Regions from separate parts of the Mus musculus genome. Here regions 2 and 3 are each linked to region 1. A link is a contact called in public HiChIP or PLAC-seq data. All regions are on one chromosome and are shown on one strand. The core of a region is the stretch at or near the end of the contact, and the rest is flanking DNA. Distances in the headings are between cores, read along the strand shown.

Evidence for each region. HiChIP or PLAC-seq counts read pairs in DNA pulled down with a chosen protein or histone mark.
Region 2: an H3K4me3 HiChIP or PLAC-seq map of forebrain shows a contact between it and region 1, with 13 times the contacts expected there. The contact joins the enhancer-like site here to the promoter of Plxnb1 in region 1. A contact is called at or near these places in 2 of 39 promoter capture datasets (cranial neural crest and embryonic stem cells) and 8 of 115 datasets of contacts at active chromatin or transcription factors (astrocytes, cardiomyocytes, craniofacial prominence and 4 more).
Region 3: an RNA polymerase II HiChIP or PLAC-seq map of embryonic stem cells shows a contact between it and region 1, with 8 read pairs. The contact joins the enhancer-like site here to the promoter of Plxnb1 in region 1. A contact is called at or near these places in 1 of 39 promoter capture datasets (cranial neural crest), 11 of 115 datasets of contacts at active chromatin or transcription factors (astrocytes, embryonic forebrain, embryonic limb bud and 7 more) and 2 of 9 other capture datasets (embryonic stem cells and macrophages).

The regions. Positions count from the first base shown.
Region 1 is chr9:109,093,647-109,096,946 of GRCm38.p6, reverse strand. It overlaps Plxnb1 (plexin B1), which reads right to left and starts at 1,511. Exons shown (of 38, transcript NM_172775.2): 1 at 1,302-1,511. It overlaps Gm7628 (predicted gene 7628), which reads left to right. Exons shown (of 2, transcript NR_168955.1): 2 at 1,115-3,105.
Region 2 is chr9:110,068,825-110,072,124 of GRCm38.p6, reverse strand. It overlaps Map4 (microtubule-associated protein 4), which reads right to left. Exons shown (of 19, transcript NM_001205330.1): 13 at 3,140-3,300; 14 at 986-1,099. Among named protein-coding and RNA genes, the nearest start is that of Dhx30, 47 kb to the left of the region's middle. Within about 2 kb of position 1,609, at least 53 of the 459 cell types and tissues checked have an H3K27ac peak or open chromatin away from gene starts, as enhancers often do. A contact at or near this core is called in embryonic forebrain and forebrain, where this site is marked.
Region 3 is chr9:109,907,773-109,911,072 of GRCm38.p6, reverse strand. No RefSeq gene overlaps it. Among named protein-coding and RNA genes, the nearest start is that of Mir7089, 20 kb to the right of the region's middle. Within about 2 kb of position 1,697, at least 31 of the 459 cell types and tissues checked have an H3K27ac peak or open chromatin away from gene starts, as enhancers often do. A contact at or near this core is called in embryonic stem cells, where this site is marked.

The DNA.
Region 1 (3,300 bases), core at 262-2,761:
CTCAGATTTCCCATTAGTGGGAGGGGAGGAAGGACTCCTCTGGGGTGTACCTGGCATGAGTGGGCCCCGAGACCATTTTCTTCTGTTCCGTCCTCCCACCCTAGACAAGAGCTCTTTAAAGGCAGAGAGTACCTGCTTTTTATAAGAAGGCTCCAGTAACCAGCAGACCCAACGCAGAGCAGGTGTTCCCTACATGGTGACAGAGCCCCCATTTCACTGCCAAGGAGATCCAGACTAGAGGGGTAATATGGAGCTCACACTCCGCTTTCAAGCCTCTTAGCATCTCAAAAGCCGAGGAATCGGCCCAGTTTTATTAATGATCGGACTAGGGCTTATTTGGAGCCAAGCCTCACGTCCCTAACTTGCACTGCCAGTATCTCCTCCCTAACTCCCCACATCTCAGGCTGTCCAGGCTCATCGCCAAAGTCTAACTAACTCTGCCTGTGCCCAGGCCTGCCCCATAGGCCTCTTTAGAACCCACACTCCCCGAAACCCTACGGCAGGGCCCAAGACTGGTTGCCTGACTTCTGCAAAGGACAAGCAACACCTAACCCTCTCCTGCAGCTGCTCTCACAACCAAGAAGACTCACAAATTCAGCCCCTTCCACATCTGCACTTGTCTGGGAGTTGGGGGAAACTGGCCTTCCCTTTCTGAGCTCGGCCACCCACACTCCCGCCCCTATCCCAGTATCCACTTAAAAGGGAGAGTTACTTTTTGACAGTGAAGTGGTGTGCACTACACACCTGCCGTCTGGATGTTGAGTAGGGTGGAAGGGAGCCATCATTTACCAGACACCCGCCATAAATTAAGGCGCTCGTCAAGCACCGGCTGGGTGTGTGGGTACCGAGACAGAGTCCAAGTGTTAAAAGGCTCGTGGTCCTCCTTTGTCAGTCTCTGCCTGAAAGATCTGTTATCCTATGGGGAAGCCTCCACTTCCTTGCTTCGACTCATCCTCAACCCTCCTCCCTCCGCCGCTCCACGGGACAAAGACCCCACCAGTGGCCCAGGGAGGGCGGGGAAGGGGCCGGCCGGTCCCGAAAGCGGCGGTGGCGGCAGCGAGGAGGGGGCGCGGAGGAGCAGCTCCACCTCCTCTGTCTCCCAATCGCGTTACAGGCGGTGCCGCCAGAGTTTGCCTTCGCGCGCGCGAGTGTGGTCCCAACTCTGAGGACCGAAGCCACCCACCGGAGACACCACTCCGGCTGCCTGTGCCCAGCGGGATCGAGGCCTCGGGCCGTTCCACCTGGGTGCGCGCGGCTCTCGCCTGCAACCCCGCCTTCCCTGCCCAAGTCTCGCAACTCACCGCCCGACCCTCCTGCGGGATGCGCGCGGCGAGGCGTCCGCCCGCAGCTCCGGGCTAGCTCAGATCTGCGCGCGGCGGCCTTCCCTCCCCTCGGAGGTGGGTCTGGCGGAGCCGCAGCTGTTACCCGGAGACCGAGGGGCGGAAAAAACTGCGCCCGCCGCCCGCCCCTCCCGCCGCGGCGCTGCCTCCGCTGGGAACAAAGGAGACAAAGCCGCGTCGGCCGGCCCGGGCTCCGCTCCTTCCACCCCCCCACCCCCCGCCCGTCGGGCCGCCCTCCCCCCGCGCGCCGCCCGGACCAGGCCGGAAGCTGCCGGGAGAACGGGGTACGCGGCCCCAGCCATCCGGGACCCCGCATTCCGGTCCCGCGGGATCCGAGTTTGTGAAGGGCCTGGGGGGGTGATCAACCCCTCTCATTAAATGGGGGCTGCAGCGCCCGGGCGGTAGTCATGGCAACGCAGACGTGTAGGGTGAGGAGCGGAGCCGGGAGCGTGGGCGGTCCGCCCCGCCCAGCCGGGCCTCACCTGCGCGCCGCTTAGGACCAAGAGGCTACGGCCATGGTTGCGAGCCTTATTACCTGGGCGTTGAGATACAGCACTGGAGCCTTTCCCCGTCCTGCCAGAGTTCGAGGGACTTGTGCCCCACACCTGCTCTGCCTGTTCCATAACCACCATCTTGACTATCCCCAACGCACCTCGCCCAGCGCCCGGAGCGCCCTCATTCCCTTCTAGATCCCGGCCCTTGGAGCCATCCTCTCCCCCCAACTTTCTTCACCTGGTCTCCTAGACGCCAGCTTCTCCTCTTCTCACCTGGCCCTGCCCACCTTTCCTTCTTTCAATACTCCACAACACCCAACCTCTCCTTCCGGCCCCCACCCCTGGCTGTTTGAAGAGAGCCCGGGCTTTGGACCTGAGTTTGCGCCATCACTAAGCCATGTAACCTGACACCCCTTCCCCCCCCACACACACACACCCCGACCTTTTTGCTCCCTGACTAATAGGGGGTAATACCACCAAAGCTGAACTGTGTAAGCAGGGCATACTGGCTGTGAGGTGCAGAAGTAGGGTCTTATTTCCTTCCCTCCTCCACGGCCTGTACCTGGAGCCATGCAGAACTCAGAAGCCTTGAGCAAGTCTGGACTCCCTCCTTGGAAAACACCTGGGTCTTTCTGGGAAGGAAACCCTGGGCAGAGGTTCTCTCCTGAGGGCTTTATGCAGGGCGGTTCACACCCGGGCTTGCCAATGGCAATCTGTGGAGCCAGGACCTGACCCATCCTGAGGGCTTTTGAAGGACTTTGGCTCAAGGCCATTGGCATAGTGTCCAGAAAGGGAAAAACTGCATATACGTCACCTGGAAGCCTCTAAGGTTAGAGGGCTCTAAATCGGGGGAAGCCGTCTTCCGTATCTGCCACTTCACTAAGGGCTGATGCCAGGCTGCTCTACCATCACACCCTCAGACTCCCGTGGGGTGGGGTGGGGGTGGGGTGCTGGCTTGATTTATGTCAACTTGACAGAAGCTTGAGTTATCTGAAAGAATGAACTTCAGTGGAGAAATCGCTCCATAAGATCCCCCTGTAGGGCATCTTCTTAATTAGTGATTGACAGGGGCGGTCCCAGTCCATTGAGGGTGGGGCCCCCCTGGGCTGGTAGCCCTGGGTTCTGTAAGAAAGCATACTGAGCAGTAAGCGGCACCCCTCCACGAGGTTCTGGCCCTGCTTGAGTTCCTGTCCTGTCCTGTCCTGTTCTGTTCCTGTCAGTGATTAACAATGATGTGGAAGTGTAAGCCAAATAAACCCTTTCCTCCCCAACTTGCTTTTTGGTCATGGTATTTCATTGCAAGAGAAACTAATTAAGACAGGGTTCTATAGCTCATCTGCCTGCTTTCCAAAATACCCCTCCCTTAGACCTCAGATCACCCCTCTTCTTCCCCATCCCCCACCCACCCCCCTCTGAGCACTTGATCCCAGTCACATAGCACCTTGTCAGCACCATGACAACTCTTC
Region 2 (3,300 bases), core at 360-2,859, 980 kb before region 1:
CAGGAAGGAAGACACATTGTTCATCTAAAAAGGCAAATGGTCCCATGATCCTGAACCTGACACCAGGGGGCGCACAGGCAACAGACTCAGCAGCACTCACCCATCTGTTTCAGAAACTCTGATGGAGGAGGCCAGGCTTCATTTTTGTGTTTGAAGTAGGGTCTCACAATGTAGATAAGGCTCACCTGGGACCTGCTGTATACTCCACACAGGCCTCAAATTCCTGATCCTTCTGTCTCACTGTTAGCTCTACTAGGATTACAGCAAGCATATCTGGTTTTACGCCTCTCTGAATCCTTTAGATATATAATAATGTGTTGGTGAACAAAGAGACCAACCAAAATGGTGAGACAGTGATGTACAATTCAGAAGAGCACAACCTGGCTGTACTGCAACACCCTAGCCCTGGAAAGAGTAACATAGCTTATAGCTTTCAAGAAGAAAGGTCCTTCCTTCCCTCCTTTTCCTCAGAACGAGAGGCTCTTTGCAAAGGAAATGTGCTGGGCTACCAAGAGAACCTGGAACTCACGCTGAGGAACCCGAGTACCTTACCATGCTCCTTTAAGTTCTTGACTTTTTCATGACATTAACAGTGGATTGATTTTAGCCAGACAGGCGCATCTGTCTCCATACCTAGCAGCAACTTTACGGTCAGGAGACAAGGCCCTGACTTCTGAAGAAGAACCTGGGTATGATGTATTGTATGCATACTAGATGAGTTTGAAATGTTAAGGAAGTGTCTAACAGTTTCACGTTCCCTTCATCTGACTGACTACAGTGGGGTAAGAGCTCACAACTTGGTTGGCTTTCACTGGTTGATATAAAAACTGTCTGACAGCTGAGTCATTAACTAGAGGAAGGAACACAGGAAAAAGTAGGAACTAGTTAAGAACAGGAACAAAGTGGAATAGAAGGGAAAATGACTCAGGCTAGGAGAATGATGTTCCCACTTCACCTCAGAGAGGGAAACCTAAATAAAACTCACTTTCCCAGCAGGCGGTTTCTGTGCACTCGCAATGGAGCCGGCTGCTTTAGTGACTGCATTAGGTTCAGGCTTCCCAGCTGTGGTAGCTGCCTCTGTTTTTTTCTCTACTTTGGCCTGGATGGAGATAAACGGGGTTGAGGGGGAGGGGCAAGTTTCAAACCAAGATGAGAGCCTAGATGCCAAGGAAGGAAGAAGGCAGAAAAAGAAAAAAAAAAGCAAGGCCAGGATACCAGGCAGAAAGAAGCAGTCACCCTTGCCCCTAGGACGACACACTCCTAGTCTAGATCCGCAGCGATCCCTGAGCAAGGGGCACAGAAAGAAGAACCACAGGCCAGGTCTGAAAGAAGAGCTCATGCGTTTATGAAGAAATCGTTCAAAGGCTAAGATCGAATCAGTGCTTCTCTGTGAGCACGTGTGAGCCTGTCTGTCATTCTAAATCACAATGCCCTCATGCCTCCACTGCGCTGCTGTCCCTGTCCCGCACATGGCTCCAGCCCCTGGTGACGGAAGCATGACATCATCAGGTACACGGCAATACACAATAACCCACAACTAGCCCAAGGTATTTAGAGCGTTGAGTGTTTGTAGCATGGAAGACCAAGAAGAGTGAAAAGGGGGATGAGGTCATCTGGAGCCCAGCCCAGACACCGGGCCGGCTGGGCCACAGCCAGGACTGCTCTGAGGTCCTTGTCCCAGAAGGATCCCAGCCTGTCATTAACATCTTCCAAATGAACCATGATTCTGCTGCATTTCTGTGCCTATATTCAATTTCTTTAAAATATTTTTAAAAATGTTATCTATATGAATGTTTTGCATACATATAACTGCACTAGGCTCCTGTAAACACAATTTACATACAAAGGGTTGTAAGCTATAGATGTGGATTCTGGGAACTATGCCTGGGTTCTTAACTTCTGTCATCTCTCCAGACCCCCTATTCAATTTTAACAATTTTGGATTAATACAATTTAAGTATCCTACTCTGGATGCTGACAGAACAGTTCAAGTTGACAACAGTTAAGGGTGAACTAGAATACCACCATTTTTTCTACATCCTGGGTTCCCAAGGCTGTTAACATTTGACACATAAAACTGAAACCCATGCAACTAGAATATGCTTATTAAAGTTAGTGTGTGTGTCCAAGTATGCACATCCACACTTGTGTACAGCATGTATGGAGGTCAGAAGATAATCGTAGGAGCCAGCTTTCTCCTTCCACTACAGGGTTTCTGTGGATTAAGTTCATGCTGTTAGGGTTGGTAGTAAGTGCTTTTCTCCCCTTAGTTAATGTGTTGGTCCCAGAATGTTCTTTGTTGTTGCCATCTTCACCCACTCACTCTGCATAGTCATGAAACTCACCATGCAGACCAAGATGGCCTCAAATTCAGAGATCCCCCTGCCTCTGTCTCCCTCTGCTGAAATTAAAAGTTGTGCCACCACACCCAGCCTCAGAACTTTCTTAATGTTAAGCACTGTAGTTTAGAAAAGTCAGGGTACGTGGTTCATTTCACAGCACAGTGTTCACCAGAGGAAACCCTAGTTCTCATTTGGACAGATTCCTCTCACATCAAGGGATGGAGATATTAAATGTGTCTGGTAAGAACCAAAAATAAATGGGGCTCATGTGCAGTGTCTCTTACCTTCACAGTTTCTGAAGCTTTCTCTCCAAACTCCCTAAACCCTGAAGCCATGGCGCCAAACTCATCATGATTCTGCTGCTCTGTCTTCCAAGTGCTCTGAGGAACCACACATCCAACTTTCTAGAGTTTTTTTGTTTTGTTTTTCGAGACAGGGTTTCTCTGTGCAGTCCTGTCTGTCCTGAAACTCACTCTGTAGTCCAGGCTGGCCTCGAACTCAGAAATCCTCCTGCCTCCCAAGTGCTGGGATTAAAGACATGAGCCACCACTGCCCGGCTAAGAGTTTTTATAAAATAGAAGACTCTTTCTACCTCCCAAAGAAAAATATAAATATAAATCCCAACACAGTGAACAGGAGGTCCTTATGGGAAGATAAGGCCAGGCCTTCCCTGATATTGTAGTGCCAAGAACCAAGACTGAAATTCTCTGATGCTGAATGAAATGATCTAGATGACTGCATGTGGCAGAAAAGCAACAGAAGCCAGAATGCAAAGATCCCCAAGCTCACTGACTCACCCGGCCTCCTCCAGGCTGGTGTTTGATGTTTTCTGTAGAGCCGACCTTGGAGCGAACACTCTTCAGGTCAGGGGCAGAAACAGTTGTGGCCAGGCGGCTCACCCTGGGAGCAGAGGAGCTAGGCTTAGTGGAAGTGGGCTTCTTGTCCACAGAAAGAGCCC
Region 3 (3,300 bases), core at 448-2,947, 810 kb before region 1:
CATATGTACATACACACAAGTAAATATATACATACACCGGGTGGTGGTGGCACAAGCCTTTAATCCCAGCACTTGGGGGGCAGAGACAGGCGGATTTCTGAGTTCGAGGCCAGCCTGGTCTACAAAGTGAGTTCCAGGACAGTCAGGGCTATACAGAGAAACCCTGTCTCAAAAAAAAAAAAAAAAATATATATATATATATATATATATACATACACATATATCCTGATCTATATAGGGAATTCTAGGCCAGCTAGACCTAAATAATAAGACCACATTTCTTTCTTTTTTTCTCTTTTAACCCTATTTCAAATAAATAAATAAATAAATAAATAAATAGATCCAGTTGAAGAGATGGCTCGGAGGACCCAGGTTCAGCACCAACATGGCACTTAACTAACACCTCTACAGAAACCAGGCTCAGGGTGCTTGACACCCCCTTCTGACCTCTTCCAGCAGCAGGCATGTATGTGATACACATACATCCATGTAGGAAAAAAATTCCCACACATAAAACAAAACAAAACAAACCAACCAATAATGTGGGGGTGAGAGAGGGTGGGGAGGTCATATAGTCCAGAGTGAACTTGTGCTTGAGTCTCACTCCAGGATCCCTCACAGATGGACTCTGAAGCCTATAAGAGACATGTGAAAGGCACAGGGATTGCATGTGCCCTTGCTAAATGGAATGGAGACCATCCTTGTCATTGCTGTGCACAATTTACTTTATCTATATTACCGCTATGCTGCATGTACACTTGCATGTCAGAAGAGGACATCATATCCCTTTATAGATGATCGAGAACTACTATGTGGGTGCTGGGAATTGAACTCAGGACCTTTGGAATAGCAGCCAGAACTCTTAACTGCTGAGCCATCTCTCCAGCCTCAGTTACATACAAATTCTATAGAAGGGATAATAGGTGGGGAATAATGGGTTGTGGGGTGGGGTTTAATCTGTTCTTTTGTCTTTGAGACTGTGAGAGGTCTGTCTGTCTATATCTCTGGAGTACTGGAATCAAATGGGACTCCCATGCCGGGCAGGGAGAGGCTTGTTTGTTTGGTTTGGTTTGCTTTGGTTTTTCCAGACACGGTTTCTCTGTATGTAGCTGTAGCTGTCCTGGAATGCACTTCGTAGACCAGGCTGGCCTAGAACTCACAGAGATCTTCCTGCCTCTGCCTCCCGAGTGCCAAGGTCAAAGGTGTGCACCACCATGAGTCAATTATGGGGTTTGTTGTTGTTGTAAAGAGCCCTAAGAGATTAAGGAGAAAGAGAAGAGTGCTCAGAAGTAGAAAATCTCGTCTAGATTGTCCACAGACCTGAGGTCACAGCAGCTTTTTCCTAGGTTAAGCGGGATACAAAGTCATTAGAGAGGACTAATGTTCATCTAAAGAACAATTGAGGTGGGAGTTGGGGGCAGAGGGATCAGGAGTTCAAGGTCATCTTCTGATACACAGGGAGTTTGAGGCCAGAAAAAAAGAGACCCTGATTGACAGCAAACAAAAGAAGAGAGGAATGAAGAGGAAGAAGAAAGGGGAAAAGAGGAAGGAGAAGAAAAGGATGCAGGAGGAGGAAGATTCGGAAGAGGAGGAGGAGGAGGAGGAGGAGAAAGACACAGACTCATCATTTGCTCCCAGACACTACCCGAGAGCGTGTGCTTTCTGGGACTGCCCTGACCCCTCTCTGGCTTCTAGGCACTGAGGTATTGCTGACGTGGTCTGGAACGCAGTGTGAAATCAGTTTGGGAGCAGAGCATTTGACCATGAGCCCTGGCTTTGTGACTTCCTAGTGGGTGACCTTGAGCAAGCTGGTAAAACTCTATTACCCCCAGTTGCTCATCTATAAAATCAGAGGTCGTAACCCTCCTGTCTCACCGGGTGAAGGGAGAAAAGCACACATGCAAGAGTCCTGTAAGACAGTGTATGAGAGACAGACAGACGCTTCTCATTAAGTAGCCCAGTGGCCAGGGTCAGGGTTCTGGTACTACCGGCTTTGTCCTTACTCAGAGCAAATCCCTTCTTCTCACCTGAAAGATCTTCACTTGATGGATCAAGTGTGACAATCAACAGTGACCATTGTGACCTGGCTCCTGAGACGACTTTTCAGGTAAAGGGGCTTGCCACCCAGCCCTACCACCTGAGTTCAATTCTCGGCCACGTGGTGGAAAGAGACGTAAGAAATACATTAAGGTCCAATTTCTTTCTTCCTTCCTTTTCTTTGTTTAAAAGCCATTTTTCTGGGCTGGTGAGATGGCTCAGTGGTTAAGAGCACCAACTGCTCTTCCGAAGGTCCCGAGTTCAAATCCTAGCAACCACATGGTGGCTCACAACCATCCATAACAAAATCTGATGCCCTCTTCTGGAGTATCTGAGGACAGCTACAGTGAACTTACATATAATAAATAAATAAATCTTAAAAGAAAAGCCATTTTCCTTAATTTTAACTATTATTTATTTGTGCGTGTGTGTGTGTGTGTGTGTGTGTGTGTGTGTGTGTTTGTGTCTGTGTCTGTGTGTACAGGAGGAAGTCAGAGGGGTGTTAGATCCCCTGGAACTGAGGTTACAGGAAGTTGTAAGCTGCCTGATGTATGGGCTAGGAATATAACTCAGGTCCTCTGCAAGAGCAGTAACTGACTTAACCACTGAGCCATCTCTCCAGCCCTGTTGTGTGCTTAGAGTTCAGCAGAGCTCTGATGGACAGAAGGCACGACAAGCAGGATGCTACATGACTGAACCCAGGATAAGAAAAGTGGGCAGTCTTAAGCACCAAATGATTCATTGGTGTCCTGAACCAATAGGATGGGGGGTTTGAGAAAGCAGCGACTCTTGGCCTATAGGAAGGGAGGATGGGACTTCCTCATGAAGGGAGGACTTTGAAAACCAGTCTTGTGCCAGCCAAATCGGCACACCAACTGTTCTCACTTTTTCTCTATGCTCTGCCCCTCTACAGAACACACATTAAAACTGCTTTGTCTTTATTAGTCTCTTGAATTTCTATCACCTTATTTCCAATAGACGGAACCAACTCTGGAAGGTTGTTCTCTGACCTCTGACTCATGTTCTGTGGCACCTATACTCATGCATGCACACACACACACACACACACACACACACACACCCTGTCAGGATAGTTCAGTGGGTTAAGGTACTTGGCACATACACACACAAAATAAAAACAAAAATGTAAAACAAACAAACAAACAAACGCAAATACATAAAGGTGGGACAAGCAGGCTGTGGGAAACTTAGAGGACCTTGCAAACCACCTGGGCAGGCTGATGAAGGTGACGCTGCCTGAAG